3 separate regions of the Gossypium hirsutum genome follow, and all the other regions are linked to region 1. Evidence: chromatin contacts called from public Hi-C data. All regions are on one chromosome and are shown on one strand. Each heading gives the region's core, a stretch centred on a gene start, on an enhancer-like site or on the middle of the called end of the contact. The rest is flanking DNA. Distances are from core to core; before and after follow the strand shown.

What was found. A called contact is a pair of places that touch in the nucleus more often than the background predicts.
Region 2: a contact with region 1 is called in a Hi-C map of fibers, with 1.7 times the contacts expected there. The contact joins the enhancer-like site here to the promoter of LOC107913617 in region 1. A contact is called at or near these places in 12 of 34 Hi-C or Micro-C datasets (anther, callus, fibers and 3 more).
Region 3: a Hi-C map of leaf shows a contact between it and region 1, with 3 times the contacts expected there. The contact joins the enhancer-like site here to the promoter of LOC107913617 in region 1. A contact is called at or near these places in 14 of 34 Hi-C or Micro-C datasets (anther, callus, fibers and 2 more).

Annotation. Positions count from the first base shown.
Region 1 is chrD11:50,819,733-50,822,674 of Gossypium_hirsutum_v2.1, reverse strand. LOC107913617 (pentatricopeptide repeat-containing protein At3g18970) reads left to right here and starts at 1,521. Exons shown (of 5, transcript XR_005920559.1): 1 at 1,521-1,710; 2 at 2,341-2,942.
Region 2 is chrD11:51,043,289-51,046,230 of Gossypium_hirsutum_v2.1, reverse strand. The region is part of intron 1 of LOC107913613 (a long non-coding RNA gene); the gene reads right to left. Among protein-coding and RNA genes, the nearest start is that of LOC107913613, 5.5 kb to the right of the region's middle. Within about 2 kb of position 1,535, at least 4 of the 9 cell types and tissues checked have an H3K27ac peak or open chromatin away from gene starts, as enhancers often do. A contact at or near this core is called in fibers, where this site is marked.
Region 3 is chrD11:50,952,454-50,955,395 of Gossypium_hirsutum_v2.1, reverse strand. No RefSeq gene overlaps it. Among protein-coding and RNA genes, the nearest start is that of LOC107913614, 26 kb to the left of the region's middle. Within about 2 kb of position 1,450, at least 1 of the 9 cell types and tissues checked has an H3K27ac peak or open chromatin away from gene starts, as enhancers often do. A contact at or near this core is called in leaf, where this site is marked.

The DNA of each region.
Region 1 (2,942 bases), core at 272-2,771:
CAAATAGGCAAGAATGAAGTGAAAGGAAAGAGAGGGAACATAAAAGCATAAAGAAGGATCATGTTTCTCAACTTAAAGCAAGTTTGACTCAAAAAAGGGGAAGGGAATCAACTTATTTGAGGCAACAAAGAGGGTGGACGACAAGCACTTAAGTCACATGGAATAATTGTAATAAAAAAATTATAAGAGTGTGAACATTAAGACTTAAATCTTGGACCATCAGGATAACTAAGAAGTCATTAAACCACTAAACTAGACACTTTCTTGTTTTCATTATTGCGCACAAATTAATAAAAGAAATAATATAGGGTGTGACAAAATGGGTATTTATTTATTTATAATTTTGTATGCGTTTTTATAAAATCTTATATATTTTTATCAAAAAATGAAATTTTAAATAATTTGTTTATTTTTAAAGTTTTTTTACTTTTTACTTTTGAATTTTTAAGAAGTTAAACTAAATTAATAGAATGTGTGAAGTTGAGGGCTAAATTTGTTCGATATTTTTAATTTAGGACTAAATTGATAGAATCTGTAAATATTGGAGGGCTAAGTTTTTTATTATGCAAATAAATAAAGGACACCATTAATGGTTTAATGGAAGGGTGACTAAAATATTAAAATTTGATAATATTATTTACTAAAATAGAAATGATAAAAATTATTCTAATATGAATTGGTTTATAATTTATAAATTTTATAAGTTCTTTCATTTTATTAAATATGGTTAATGTCAAATTTTTTTAACTATTTTATTAAATATTTTATTTATGAAAGTATTACTTTAATTAAAAATTAAAAACCATAAAATATTATAAAATTTAGAAAAAAAATAATTTATTAAAACCATACAAATTTAGAAAACATGATTTTTAAAAAACTGATAGAAATTAATTAAAAACCATAAATATTTAGAAAATTTAGAAAAAAAAATTAAAAACCATAAAAAAATTAGAAAGAATTTAATTTTAAAAAATTGTTAGAATTTAATTAAAAACCATAAAAAATTATAAAAAAATTAAATTGTCTTTGTAAAATTTTATAAAAATTGTTTTCTTCAATTTTATTAAAATAATGATGAAGTCCTTAAATATAGAAATAAGTTATTTCAATGTTTGATATACTTAAAAATAAATTATATTAGTAAAATAATTTTTTTCAAAATGAGAAAAATTATTTTATTATAAAATTTTATGGTTGCTAATTAATTTCTAATAATTATTATAAACTTTGTTGGTTTTTATAATTTTTTTATAATTTTAGAATAAACCTAAATAAATGTATGTACAAATTCAAATTAAATTGAAGAATCATTTTTATTGTGTATTTATTTAAAAAATAATTATAAAATGTTTTTTTATTTTTTGACATGACACTATCACAGAGTTCAGCATTGTTATTAAATAGTAACCGTGAATATTAATAAAAACACTTAATTGGATTTGATCAATTTTGTTAATCGAGGTTGAATTCGCTGCAAAAAGTTTGAGAAGGATTTAATTAATCTTTTAAATACAAAAAATAATGTTGTCAGCTTTGTAAATCTCTCCACCTCTATAGCTGCGAAATTTTAAGCATTAATTTCAAGCGAATAAAAAGGTTTTTAAATTTAAACCCTTCTCACCCATGCGACCTCACCTTTCTCTCCAAAGATGCCAGTATCTTTCTCCAAAACAATAGATAGGCCGTGGTTCAAAGAGCAACCTAGAGGTAAACCCAATACCCAACTCAAAGGAAGCTACTTTACGACTCTACTTTGAGATTTAGGATGCTGTTTTAGTTTCAGTTTTCTGAACCCATTATCTCTCTTTTTTTCATTGCAATTCTCTTTTTTTATAGCTCATGTTTCTTTTCATTGGTTGAATACTTTTTTGAACTCCTTTTATTCCTTGGACCGCAAGAACATTTGCGCGTTAGTAATATGGGCTTGCAATGGTTGTTGTAGGAGAAATCGTAAGGAAATTTGTTATTGTACCCGCTGGTCGGTCTTTCACACATTTGATCATCATAAGTCGGCTGCTAATGGATTTCACGGATTTGTTCGTCATCCCAGTTATTGTGGTTTACTGATTTATTCGTTCTTTAAGTTCAATGAAATTTCAGTGATGTATTTTGTGTAATCTGCTTCCACTTCTTGATTCTAACAAAACAAAGCTTGTAGAGCAAACTTTAGCAAGGATTCAAGACATCCAATAGAATGAGTGTTTTCAAAACAATCCAATTAGTTCCGTAGCTCTCAAAGCATTGGATATTTGAGATACAATTAGAGATGAAAGCCAAATTTAAGATTGAGCATATGTTGAAAACTCATGACGTTTTTCCCAATACTCCTAATTTCAGGTAACGTTTTTGGTCCAAATACAAGAGCAGCTGCTCCAGCAATCACAACAAGTTCAGGCGGACCAAGAACATACAAAGCATTGCAAGTAAGACCCATTTAAGCAGGTTCAGCTCTTGTCTTTCTCATGGCTGAACAACCATAAAACAGATTTGTTTTGAGATTTAGTATAGTTCAACAAAGAAATGGTTTTACTGCTCGTGATAAAATTGGACAGAAGAAGAAAATGGGATTGTAGTTAGTGGAAGTATTGAGGGCGAGAGAGTCACAGAAGTAACCTCCTTCATACTTTTTAGTTTCTATCGAGATATATTATATCATCAAAGACAAGAGACTTAATCCCAACAATTTACTTTTATGGGCACATGCAGTCTCTATCAAGGTTCAGCTTCTTGCCTCTATTAAACCTCCAAAACCCAATTTCTTCACACCACATTAAACAAATCCATGCCCAGTTAATCACCAATGGCCTCAAAGAACCCTCCTTTTTTGCCAAACTAATTGAAAACTACTGCCTTTTATCCTCTCCACAAAATACCAAATATGCACGGTTGATATTCAAACTCTTTCACACTCAAAGTTTGTTCCTTTTCAACACTTTGTT
Region 2 (2,942 bases), core at 286-2,785, 220 kb before region 1:
GTGGCATCAAATTATTTGGCTTCACCAAAAAAAAATTATTTTTTAAGGCCCCCTATTTTTTTTAGAAATAGCAGCATTTTCTTAATATTTAAGGAAAAAGGAAAGGTTAGATTTTGCTATTAGTGCCTATACTTTGAAAATTTTATAGATTTAGTCCATATACTTTTATTTGATCATTTTAGTCCCTGTACTTTTTGAATTGTTCAATTTTAGTCCCTATACTTTTGAAAATTTAAAATTTTAGACCTGATCAAAATAGAAATAGTTAAATCAGTTTGTTTAAATTCAATTACTAGTTTTGTACTATGCGTACAATTATGAATTTAGTCTATATTCGCTAATTTAATCATTCTAAGCCCCTATATTTTTCAAATTTTGAAATTTCAATCTAGAGGAAAATGAAAGTTGCTAATCCATTACTAATTTTTTAGTGAGTAACATGTGGAAATAACAAACTCATATAGTATTGCACATATGATGATATGTTTGTCACATCAAATTTTAGAAATAACAGAACTTAACAAAATGAATTTAACAATTATTATTTGGCGATGATTAAAATTTCAAATTTTAAAAGATATAGGAGCTAAGAATGATTAAATTAAAGTATAAGGACTAAATCTATAACTTTTACAAAGTACAGGGATTAATAGAAAATTTTAATAAAAAAGAAATAGATAAAAAAATGGGTCCTAAAATTGGATTGGTGTAACTTTTGGGATCATTTAGGTGGATGAATTAAATTATTATGGTTCTCGAGAATTTGTCGTATCAAACGTGTCATCGATTCTGAATACAATTAATAGACAAAAAGGTACATGTGAATTTAAAACCTAGGCCCAAGGTGCATGAACAATCATTTTTGCACGATTTGATATTAATTATAGACAAACATCTATTTTTAAATTTTAATAAATGAAACTCGTGTATAAATAATTAACTTTTGAATATTATAAATTATTTTTATAAAAGCATATATTTAAATTATGCGATATGATTACGAAATAAAAACTTCAAATTACGAAATGAATATAATAATAACAATAATAATAATAGACCAACGTGTTAAGATTTATGTAATGTGGATTCCTACATGTGTTGTGGTCGCTCATGTGAGTTTAATGCAAAATATGGTTTGGTTGCATCAACCTCCAAATTGTATTACAAATGTGTCTGTATCGATATTCTTTTGATGAATAACTGATAGCATGGTGCATTCGTTCTTTCTTTTCTTTTTTTCACTTTTTTCTTTGGGGTAGTTTTTTTTTTAATGAATAACCATTATTTTGAAAAAAGTTATATAAATATATTACTAATAGAGTGTTTAATAACTCCATGTTTTCTGCTGTAAAAATATTTTATTTGTCGCTTTGGCACGTATTTTTCTGCTTTTTAGCAGTCTCTGCTTTTTTGCATGTCTTTGTGATTTTGATTTCTTTGGGTTCTCTATTTTTGGGTAAAGTGTGTACTTTGAATGGAGAAAGCGACAGTGGATCTGTCGTTAGAAGATGAGGAGGAGGATACACTCCAACTAAGAGTGGATTCAGTGGAGAAAGATCTTACATATGAAAATTGTTTTGTGGGAATTTTCTTGACTTCTAGCGTTGTAAACTTCTAAGCAATTCGGACGACTCTTGCAAATGTTTGGCATTCAATTGGAGGGTTTTCCATTTCAGATCTAGAAGAGGGTCACTAGTTATTTCGTTTCTACCTCGAAGCAAATGTGGATAGAATTGAGAAGGATAGACCTTGGAGTTTTAACTCCTGTCTGCTAATTCTTCACCGCCTGGTGAAGGGAAAGAACCCCTTGGGTGTTGAGTTAAATTGGGTTAATTTTTGGGTTTTGGCTCATGATATGTCACATAGTTTTATGTCAAAAATTGTTGCAAAACATTTAGGAAAGTCTATTGGGATGTTTCTTAAGTATGATGTTATAACGCCTCAAGTAGGGAATAAGAAAGCCATGCATATCAGGGTGAGATTGGATGTGCGTAAGCTACTATGCAGAAAGAGGAGATTCATGCTTCCAAATTGTACATGTGCATAAGCTCATTTCGCTTATGAGAAACTATCTTTATTTTGTTTTTTGTGTGGGAAGTTAATCCATGGGAAAAGTTTCTGTCCATTGCAGGCTACAACACCGAAGCATGAGATTGTTTTTCTGTGGGATATTTCTTTACACGCTCTGTCGTAGAGGGCTTCCATGTGGAAGAGAAAATGGTTGATTGAGGAAAGGGAGGGAAGAGGGATTAATTTTAGAAACTCCACAATCAATGCGGATGGGATTAAGGGTGATTCTTTCAAATCTTATCCCTTAAACCAAGGAGTTTTGGGTGCCTTGAATTCTAATGTATCCCAAATTCAACTGAATAAGGAGATGGTATTGAGGCTTGTAGGCCCAAAGGGAGACACGGGCTAGAACTTAATGGTCATTACAGTAATGTTAACTATGACAAAGAAATGTCGCTTGTGAAGGGGGAGGATACACCGATTCATCACTCGGAAGGTTTTAAAAGGCCACATACGAAACTGAATGAGGTAGAGAATGGGGATTCAAATGTTTCAAAGGAAATTATGGGTATTTTGGCACAAAACTCAGAAACTATGATATCGGCAAGCTTTGATAAGTAGGCCAGCCGACATAATGAAACTCATAAGTTGGAATATCCAAGGTTTTAGGAGACCTCGGATGATTCAACGTCTCTGACACATGTTGCGAGGCTTAAATCCATCTGTGGTCTTTTTGATTGAGACGAAGTTGAGTGCATCTCGAATGGTTGTAGTTAGAAAGAAATGTGGATTTGAATGGCCGAAGTGGTGGTCTAGCGTTGGGTTGGAAAGAAACTTGTAGGGTAGTTTTGTGATCATTTTTGGGAAGACACATTGACGTGATGATAGAAGATGATGGGGAAGAAAATACTTGGCGTTGTACGGGTTTCTAT
Region 3 (2,942 bases), core at 201-2,700, 130 kb before region 1:
CCCTGTATTAATTATATAAAGTTTGACACGTGATAATTAATGTTACATAACTTTTAGTACGTATGTACTTATATTAAGTTGTTACCGCTTCGTATTTTAATTATTTTTCATACTTTTAAAATTTAAAATAAGTATAAAAGCGAGGAGTAAATGGTTAGGTTGAGGTAGAGTGGCGTGGATCATGTGCCCAAACCAAAAGACATGTGATTTAGCACATTGGGTCATTAATTTCCTCATGGGCAATGCTTGAAGTTTCCACCAAAAAGCATAGGTGCCTGCCATTGCCACCTTTTTATCTTAAATTTTATTTTGCAAATAATTAACATATAAGGTATCTTTGTGTGTTTAATCAGTTGAAAAGTGAGTCAAAATTTGATATGTAAAAGAATTACTTTCTTTAAAATTTAACTTTCCTTCGAAAACTACTTCCTTATAAACATGTCAATATAATTCTTATGATAAATGGTAAAAGAATTACTTTTTCGTATAGGTTGAAAAGTTAAAAATATATTAAAGATAAGATTAGCCCCATTTTATTTTTGATTTAGGATATTAATTGAATGTAAACCAATTTTCTTGTTATTTCAATGGATTCTTTACAAGTAAATTTTTTTAAATTTATTTTCGATAAACATATTTAATCATTTACATGTTATATTTATTTTATGTTGCTTTCTTATCTTTCCCTTTCAATATATTGACTTGAGTTTCAATTCATTATAGTATTCATTCCAAAACAAGTTTTTTATACGAAGGATTTTATGTATGCATTGTTATATTTAGAATATATATGCAAGATAATTTTGAAATAATTTTATTTTCAATCAAAATTATCAATTAAAATATTATTAATTATTTAATTCCAAGATTTATTACTAATAAAGTTTATTGTTTATTGTAAAATATTAAGCACATGGATATTATTTTTATTTAATAAGGGTAAGTTTGTAAATTATTATTATATTATTTTTTTGAAACAATCTCGTTATAAGTTCTGATCATATGTGCTCCTCCCCAACCCATAAATAGGAGGATAATTCACTTTAGCACACTTAAACTTATGTCCTCCTGCATTGACAACAATGCTCATATCAATCGAGCTAAGACTCAATCGACAATTATCATTATATTCTTAGTAAAGTATTTAATGAACCAAACATGATAATATTGTTTTTCAATAATTTTAATTAATACTTTTCAATGTTCACTAAACATTATAAAATAACTTTTTCATCAATTATATTCCTGATTATTACATCCTAAAAAATCACATTTAGTTGAAATTATAACACGGGAAAGTACCAATCACTATTAAGTGATTTGAATTCAACTAAGATATTTCTACTTGTTAATATGAAGAAGAAACCGTGTTTGAGCTTATGCCTAACTCAAAATTTTAATGGGTTTCTAGTTAAGCCATTAGCATATCAAAGAAATTGTCCAACTTCTAATGGACCAGTCAACTTCATAGGCCTTATCCTTCATTTTGGATAACCCAAATCCCTTTAGTGGACACGATAATGGGTCTGTATTTATATTTTGTGATTATATTTTTAATTTAAAATTTAATTTTTAGATTTTTATTTTGAGACATTGAGTTGTTATATTTTTCTGATTTAAAGGCCTTGGTCCCTCCGTTTAATTTTGTCATTAGTGACTGTTATAAAAAGATAAAATAATTTTTTTAACACTCAATATTTTTATTTTTTTGTCAATTTGGTCATTACCCTTTAAAAGTAAAAAAAAACTTAAAATTTATTTTTTTCCAATATTTTAAATAAAAAGAAGAAAAATATAATTTTTAAAAATCAAAATTTATAAAATAAAAAATTCAAAATTCAAAAAATTAAAAATATCATTTTAAATATATAAATTTTTTTTCCAAAATTCAATGTTGTCTAATTTGGTACTGGTTGGATTGAGAATCAACTAGACTTTCGGCCCGATCAGGGGTAAAAAATCAATTGATCCATAAACTGATCCAAAGTGGTTGAATCAATTTATAAACAATTGAACCGACAATTGAACCAATTTTTATATTAATATTTTTATATTTTTTATTTTTTAACAATTTATTAATTTTGAACCAATCAGACCATTTGAAATAGGAACTGATTGGTTTGACCAGTTCGACCATTAGTCTGGTTCCAAAAATATTTTCAAAATTTCAAAAAACAAAATGTTATGTACTCCTTGAATGATAATAAGATGTGTTCATTGGACATGTAACCCAACCATTTCGATTGACCCATTTTAAATATAGATGATTAAAAAATTAATATTAATTGTATATTGATTTATATTAATTGATATAAAATTTGTGTTAATTTTTATAATTAAATATTAATATAAGTTTTATTTTTTATTATTTTAACATTAAAATCGGCCAAGTTGAAGCGGCCCAAGGTTCCTAATTTGAACGGCCTAACTGATTCAAATCAAATAAATTATTAAAAATAAAAAAAATATTGTTATACCACCCCCAACTGGGACACATGGCAACATAAAAAACAAATCGAAAAGGCACCCGCAAGTAGCCCTTCGTCCCTACAACCTGGATGGTTCCTCAGTGATTAACTACTTGCGCGCCTCATATCACCCGTGAGAAGTGACCATCTATCCTTAACCACCCGAATGGAGCCATCCACTATTAATGGATACACTCTCCTTAATGAGGACACCACTCGGGAATCATTATACCTCCCATTGAACTACTCGAATTTTCTAGGAATTTCAAAATAAAAGCACTTCTTCATACTTTCTCTTCATCAGGGATAGATCTTCTCCTTATAAGGGTGAACCGTTCTAATTGACCATCTCTTATTTTATTTTCAATGACTATTAGATGAAGAGGCACTCTATGAATGGTCTCAAGGAACGACCACTGTATAACCTACCTCTCAATTGGGGGGATACTATTGTTATTTCTCTACCTTCATTTG